2 separate regions of the Pan troglodytes genome follow, and region 1 is linked to region 2. Evidence: chromatin contacts called from public Hi-C data. All regions are on one chromosome and are shown on one strand. Each heading gives the region's core, a stretch centred on a gene start, on an enhancer-like site or on the middle of the called end of the contact. The rest is flanking DNA. Distances are from core to core; before and after follow the strand shown. Region 1 overlaps DDAH1 (dimethylarginine dimethylaminohydrolase 1). Region 2 holds the start of DDAH1 (dimethylarginine dimethylaminohydrolase 1).

Region 1 (3,814 bases), core at 710-3,209, 170 kb after region 2:
TCACTCTGCAGTCTCTTAGAAAGGTTAAATGAAGAAGGCTTGACTTCGATTGTTTTTCGGATTTGAATTTTGGAAAAGAAAATGATGCTGGAAGAATAAAGCAGCACATTTAGGAAAGACTTTCAGTGATAAATATCTGGAGTATCCTGTTTTCTATACCTTGCTTCTATGCCATATTTTACTTATTATAAACTACCTCAGGATCTTTGTCAAATAAACCCATTTATTTGATGAAGGAGAAGGAAGTGCCACATTTTAACTGTTACTGAAAGAAATGTTCTTTGCCCTGTTGGTCTTGGACTTCCACAAAATACTTGATTCCAGATGTTAAATTGTTTTTTCAGAAGCCTTGTTAAAGGGCCAGAGCATTAGATTTTTGAAGGCATTTCCAAACCCCAGCTGATTATCACAACACACAGGAATCCAAACTTTCAAAGCTTAGCTTTGGCTCTTCAGTGTATCAGCAGCTGCAAAAAATATGTGCTAAGGCACAGGTTCATAGGACTGGGATCCAGTGTCCTTAAATGGTAAAACTTTAAGTAAATTTCCTTTACTTTCCACTTATCATAGATGCAGTTCAGTTGTTTAAAGTGCACTAAATTTCCTTGACTCCATCAAAAGTAGTGAGAACTTGATAATGGTAATAGTCATGTAGCAGCCTGGTGTGTAGGTATTCACGGTAATGGATTTATTTTACGTTTTTCTCTGGCTATATATTTCTAGAATATATTAACAAAGTAATCCTTCCTCAGAAAAATTTATTTTTTGAGAGAGGGTCTTGCTCTGTCACCCAGGCTGGAGTACAGTGGCACCATCACAGCTCACTGATACCTTGACCTGCTAGGCTCAATCAATCCTCCCACCTCAGTCTCCCAAGTAGATGGGTCTAAAGGTGTGTGCCACCATGCCCAGCTAATTTTTTAGTTTTCTGTAGAGACAAGGTCTTGCCATGTTACTCAGGCTGGTCTCGAACTCCTGGGCTCAAGCAATGTGCCTGTCTTGGCCTCTGTAAGTGCTGGGATTACAGGTGCAAGCCACCATGCCTGGCCCTCAAAATATTTTATACATGCCATTTGCACCGTTCTTTAGACCAGTTCTCATCATTCTCTAGGGAACTACCTTGATGCTTTTCCAAGGATGAGGGGTACAAATGTCCTCTCAACAGATGCCTTCAACATGATGAAGCCAAAAAGAGGTGGGATTAGGGGGAAATAAAGGGGAAGTTTTGTGCCATACTACACCGATTGGTAGTAAAGAAGAGGGGAAGATGTTCTCAGTGAAAGAAATAACCGAGCAAAGGCTTAGAGCCAGTAATGACCAAGAGACTTCAGTCACAGGAAGATCGTCTTGTGTTGAGTGAAGGGGTCATTGTGGTTTGCCATGAGGGACTAGCTGGAAGAGGCAGATGAACAATTGTTAGAAGACCCTGAAAGATGAAATTCAGTGTGTTCTAACAGTAGACTGATTATTTCTGTGTTCATTTGTGTCACTTAACAAATAGCGTTAGAGCCTCTAGCATGACGTAGTAGACTCCGACTCAAGAAATTCCTGTAGTCACATGGAGTTGAATTATAAAGACAGTTTATAGTAAACAAGAGACTATTGCCGGCCTTAAAACAAAACCTTTCACATGTTTTAAGTTAATTTTTTAAAGAAATATTCTTTTCTCTACCATTGGCACTATGCCTGGAATTTGGTACATGTAGGAATTTTAAAAATCAGTCCAATGCCTCTCTTAAATTCCACAAGTACATTCTATATCAGTGGGATAATTTAGACGGAAGTTCTAATGATATCAGTGGAGAAAATTCCTGCAGGCCTTGGTAGATTGGAGGTTCTGCTTTTATTCCTTTCTATACCCTCTTCCAGCTATTGATTGACCTCCACAGTGCTGAGGCTGAGGTGTCGGCTGACCTTTCTCTGGTTTCTCAAGATTCCTCCCTTTCAGAGCAGAAGCCAGCATAATCAGAATACTTCTAAGGAATCTGCAGCAGCAGCAGTCCCCATGGGGAGCCTCAGAATCACAGTGAAACACAGCGTTTACCTTCAAATGGCTCAGCAGTTGCCATCATGGCAGCTATCAGGAACTGCAGATGTCTCTTTCATAGTCTTTATATTTAGGACCCAATAGAATTAATTGTCTGTTGTCCTGATCTATATCTAGACAGATGTATACAGGACAGCCATTTTGCTAAGAGCTAGGGAGTCTAGAAATGAAAGACAGTCCCTGCCCCCAGATGAGCTCATGCAATTTGGTGTAGAAGACAGAAGGACAGCACAGCATGGTAGTGAACACAGCATCAGTCCCCTCATCAGGGTCAAAATTTACTTTGTCAAGCAAATGAGCATCCTAATTAAGGCAGGCCTGTTACCTTTCTAATTGTTTCTCTAGTTATGTGAATTCTTCTGTTTGACCTACTTGACCTTAACACTTGTCGTTTGTTTTTTAAATATTACTCTAAGCTACTTACTGCAATTGTTCCAAATGTTTAATTTATTAATTCCAGGCAATTCATAACAATTTATTGCTATTTCTTAGACTCCTGCCTCACTGTCAACTGTTATTGGTCTGTTTCATGGATGACAGTGGTTAAATGTTTTCATATGCACTGCAGTGTTTTTTGTGATGCTGTGATAACTTGTGGGCTAGACTAAGATGGCTGGTCAGGATCCCTGCCAAGACACTCAGTCAGTGGACCTATGAAGAATATGCTTGGGTAGAGTTGGGTCTCAAGACATCATCTCAGCTCCATGGATGAACAGTGCTATCTACAACAGCCTACGACTTCTTTGATGGTTGACTCTACCCTTTTATACTGTCTCCCTCCCTCTTTCCCACACCTGTCATCAGAATGTCTGCTTCTTATAGGTTCATATTCCACCAGAAGCAGGGGGATATTTCTCATTGGGTTGTATACTTTGGCATTCTAGCAGGGAAGCAAATAATTATTTATGATACAAACTTAAGTAAAATTGAGAATCAAAATATTCTTAGGACTAGGTCAAGCCAACTACTACAAAGTCATCTTTAAAAATTTATTCAAATTATGTGTTTTAAACTCAATTATACTCAGTACCTGAACCCCAGAATATTCAATGTTAACCTCATTTCCATTTTTTTTTTTTTTTTGAGGCAGAGCTTCGCTCTTATTGCAGGCTGGAGTGCAATGGTGCCATCTCGGCTCACGACAACCTCCACCTCCCAGGTTCAAGTGATTCTCCTGCCTCAGCCTCCTGAATAGCTGGGATTACAGGCATGTGCCACCATGCCCAGCTAATTTTGTATTTTTAGTAGAGATGGGGTTTCTTCATGTTGGTCAGGCTGGTCTCAAACTCCCAAACTCAGGTGATCCACCCGCCTCAGCCTCCCAAAGTGCTGGGATTACAGGCATGGGCCACCATGCCCGGCCTCATTTCCTTTTTCTCAAAAAGAGATAAACATTATTACATTTTAAGGAAATTTCTGTAGATCTATTTTTTTTTCCCTTGAGAAAGGGTCTCACTCTGTTGCTGAGGCTGGAGTATAGGGGCATGATCACAGCTCACTGCAGTCTCCACCTCCCAGGCTCAGGCGATTATCCCACCTCGGCCTCCCGTGTAGCTGGGACTACAGGTGTTTGCCAGTGTGCCTGGCTAATTTTTGTATTTTTTGTAGAGATGGGGTTGTGCCATGTTGCCCAGGCTGGTCTTGAACTCCTGGGCTCAAGTGATCCTCCCGCCTCAGCCTCCCAAAGTGCTGGGATTACAGGCCTGAGCCACTGTGCTCAGCTAATCTATAATTTCATAATCTCTGTTGATATATACATAAGGAGAA
Region 2 (3,924 bases), core at 539-3,038:
CTGAGCCAGGAATATTTGTGGACTTCAAAGAGGCGTGTTCGGAACAAGTCCCAAAGTTTTGGCATGATGTTTATTAGCAAAGTTCAGTGAATTGCAAATTAATACCCACAGTGGCATTTATGAATGAAAAGGCGGGGGGGGGGGCGGGGGGAAACTTCCCCATCGTCTGGCAAATTCCCAGGCAGAGGTCTCCCCCACTCCTCCAGCCCTTCCCTCTTTTGGGTATGTTGTACTTGTTTGTTGTTGGAGGTTCCCACTTTAGTTCCAGCCCACTGCCTGGGTTGGAAGTCCGAGAGGAAACGAACGCGGGGAGTTCTCCGGCAGGCTGACTTATACTTCCTCACGGATGCAGGAGACGGGGTAAGCCCTTCCCGCCTCCCTCCGCGGGCAGGAGGCTATGCTAACCAAGCAGCCAGCCAGAAGTGCAGGGGACCACCGTGGAGTGGCCTGAAATCATCACCTGCAAAGACCGCAAGGTCAAACCAGATTCCAGGACCATTGTGCCCTATGAATCTCTGGGAAAAGCAGACTCCTTCAAGCTGGACGTTTTGTGGGGTTTTTAACTCCTTTCCTAGGGACCACTGGAAGCCTCCCATTTTAAATGAATTGCAATGCCCTTCTCTCCAAGTACAGCAAAGAGATTTAGGATGTAATATTTTGCAGTAAAAATGTCAGCAGATTTTAAGATCTTGTTCTACCTGCAACACACTCAGTAGAAGACTCCACCACAAGACAATTTACTTGAACATCACCAATACCATTAGTGTGATTGATAAACTTTCCCTGCAAGTTTCAAAAACTTTTTGCATAATTTTAATAAAAATTATCATGTGAGACTCATATGCTCTAGGATAACTACTTATCCTTTTTAATGTTTAAGGCTGTTCAGACTTCATAATTTAGCAGTCTTGCTTGAAAAGGCCCTTAGTGCTAATGCTGACTTTCCTGGTAAGCACAATGAGAATCTGTCAGGATGAAAACACACTCCAGTGAAGAGAACTCTTGCAGGAAGGAGTTCAGTTTCATTCATTCCAAAGTGCCCTTTCATAAATGGAAGCAGCATTTGCTAGAGGGAGTGGGATCTCTAAAGCTCTGTTGGAGGGTTAGGGGTGGGAGACTTTTCAAGACAATGGATTGTCAGGTGTTATGCAAATACAGTGAGGAAAGTGTGGGCCCAACACGTACACAGGTTAATACATCAATTATTATTTACAAAACACTGTTTTTCCTGCCTTATCATTTCATTATTGTTTCCTTCTTAATGAAGTGACTGGGGGGTGGGAGGGGGGAGGAGGGGTGTAGGGACAGTACTGGTTGAACAGAGGGAAATGGTAGAGAGAGAATGGAGAGGAGGGTTCCTGGCTTCTGTTGTGGCGTCTTTTCTATTTGACTTCATGGTTGTAAGTATTTCCAGATGGTGAATCAGACACCAGACGTAACAATATTTCCATATTTGGGTATAGCAGTAGCCTGCGTTTTTAACATTTTTCTGCCTCTGTTATCCAACCACAAAGCATTCTTGACAGCTTCAAATGTTGTTAAATATAGATTTAACTTCTCTTCCCAGAGCAGGAAATTCTTTGGAATTCCTTGTTTTTCACGCAATCTGTCCATCATGATTTAAAATAAAAGCACAGTGGATCATCCAACTGGCCGTATATACCTTAATTGGAGGTTGGGGATGGGGGACGGCAGAGATCCAGTCTGCCGCACTGCGTTCAAACACACGCCATTCCAGAGATTCCTTTAAAATCACATTAAAGTTTTTTTAACAAGGGTGTGTGGGTTTGTTTCTGGACTTCAACTGGGGAATCTTGAGGATGAGTTTGCCCCAGAGGAGAAATTTAGAGAACCTTACCGTCAGCTGCCCATTTAAAGCAGGGGGTGTGTTGTGGGATGGGGGTGGGAAGCTGGAGCAACAGGGCCAGGAGGTGTGGGAGCGGGAGACACTAGAGTAACCTATGTGCACAGCCTCTCCATATACCATGTGCTGTTGCGCCTGCTAGTAATCGACGACATTAGGCAAGAGAAACAGCGGCTCCTCAAGTCCTGCCCAAAAACCGTCCAGAAACCCCAGCCTCCGGTCGCCTTCTCGCCGCCTCCGCTGGGAGCCGCAGATCAGTCCAAGTTGACGGACAGGAGGCGAAATGTGCAAATGTTTACGGGTAAGTGTTGCTTCGGGTGCTAATTCTGTATGGCTCTTTTGCTAGTTTCTCCTTCACCCTCCCCATACGGGTGCCCCAGGAGGAAATAACGGACTGCCTTGTTTCCTTGGGCTGCCTTGGATTGCAATCCACGGAGAAGGGGCTACTTGTCTTCTGCAGCTCCTGGCTTCGGGCTGAGAGATGGGGACGTCTCTCAACCGCTGCTGCCAGGGAATTTTAGGTTACCTAATGAAGGGCTCACTGTCTGGCGGCAACCGAGAATAATAACGGTAAATCTGGCGACTCCAGTTTCCTAGCCCTAGGAAGGCTCTCAGACTAGCGTGCATCCGAGTCGCCTGGAGGGCTAGTTAATGAATGGTTCTCTGGGTTCCCACCCCAGAGTTTCTGATTAGTTACATTTCTAACAAGTCCCCAGGTGATGGTGATGCTGCTGGTCCGGAGATCACACCCTGAGAACCACTGCCCTGGACGACCGGAGTGCCTGTATTAGGGGTGTGTATGTGTGTCTTCATAGATCCTCGCCTGCACACCCAATCTCACAACTCCACTCTTCAAAGCCACCTTAATGAACAGAACTTAATGGTGTCTGCAAAAGACCGGCTTTAAGGTGGCGCCCCCGTACCATCCCATTTCTCTCCTCTACCATTTCCCCGCCCCCATCCCCTTGGCTTGACAGCCAGGAGAGCCCCAGGAAGCCAGGATCCTGGTGGCTGCGGCAGGAACTGGGTGGCCGACGCGCGGAGAGGGCGGTCGGCTCCGGGACCCCTGCGGAGGGAGCGGAGAGGGTCCGCACCGCGGGAGGGTGCGGGACGCGAGGCATCCGGACGCGCGGCATCCGGACGCGCCTGCCCGGCTGCTACCGCCGCCCCCTGCCGGCCACCCCGCCCGCGCGCCCACAGTCACCGCGGTTGCCAAGACTCGAGGTTTCCGGCGGCGCGCGGCGCAGGACGTTTCCAGCCCCGGCCCATATTTGGTGAAAGTCTTTCAAGACTCCGTCATCTAGCTTCGGGGGGCGGTGGCGGTGGCGGTGGCGGCGGCGGCGGCGGCGGCGGCGGCGGCTGTCCTGCGACCGGGCCTGGCAGCCTTGCGGCCGCCGCGTTCCTGAAAAGTGCGCCGCGGCCGCCCGCGCCCAGGCCTCCCTCCGCGCGGGACCCCGGAGCGTTGCGGGCGGCGGGGTAGACCCGGGCAGTTCGGTCCCAGTCCTCACCCCTCTGAGGGCCGAAGTCCGCCCTGCGCTGCGTGGGAGGCTGGCGCGGAGGGCGCCGCGGCCCAGTTGTGTCACTTTTCCCGTCCGCCCCCCTGTTGACTAGTCCTCCCAGCGGGGCAGCGAGTTGCCGTGCTGTGCCAGACGTAGAGGGTGCGTCCGGCGCAAGGGTGTGGGGCTGTTTGTGTATGTGTGTGTGTGGGCGGGGGGATGTTCGGAGGATGGCGTTTGCGTGGACACCAAGCGCACCCGAGCGCGGGACGTGGAGCCAACTCTGGGGAAAAGCCCCGAAGGGCCTGGATTCCATTATCCCCAGAAGGGACACATGGTAAAGCTGACTCTGGGTTTCTCCTGGCCTCCCACGACCCCTTCCCCTCTTCCTCCTCGAGAAGTTCCGCGTGTGGGGAGCCCTGGATAGGAAGTCCTGGCTCTGCCGTCAGTAGCCTGTGGCCTTGGGGACGCTGCTCATCCTCTCGGGACCTTGCCTGCTTCTCAGTAAATTGGGAAAGGAGGCAGCAAGTAGTAAAGCCAGAGCAGCTCCTTTCAGGGCCAAAT

Evidence for each region. A called contact is a pair of places that touch in the nucleus more often than the background predicts.
Region 1: a Hi-C map of stem cell-derived neural progenitor cells shows a contact between it and region 2, with 2.2 times the contacts expected there. The contact joins the enhancer-like site here to the promoter of DDAH1 in region 2. A contact is called at or near these places in 1 of 7 Hi-C or Micro-C datasets (stem cell-derived neural progenitor cells) and 1 of 1 datasets of contacts at active chromatin or transcription factors (stem cell-derived excitatory neurons).

The regions. Positions count from the first base shown.
Region 1 is chr1:145,658,707-145,662,520 of NHGRI_mPanTro3-v2.0_pri, forward strand. All of the region lies in intron 1 of DDAH1 (dimethylarginine dimethylaminohydrolase 1), which reads left to right. Among named protein-coding and RNA genes, the nearest start is that of BCL10, 130 kb to the right of the region's middle. Within about 2 kb of position 1,960, at least 5 of the 24 cell types and tissues checked have an H3K27ac peak or open chromatin away from gene starts, as enhancers often do. A contact at or near this core is called in stem cell-derived excitatory neurons and stem cell-derived neural progenitor cells, where this site is marked.
Region 2 is chr1:145,491,334-145,495,257 of NHGRI_mPanTro3-v2.0_pri, forward strand. It overlaps DDAH1 (dimethylarginine dimethylaminohydrolase 1), which reads left to right and starts at 1,789. Exons shown (of 6, transcript XM_054667664.1): 1 at 1,789-2,165. The coding sequence starts at 2,148.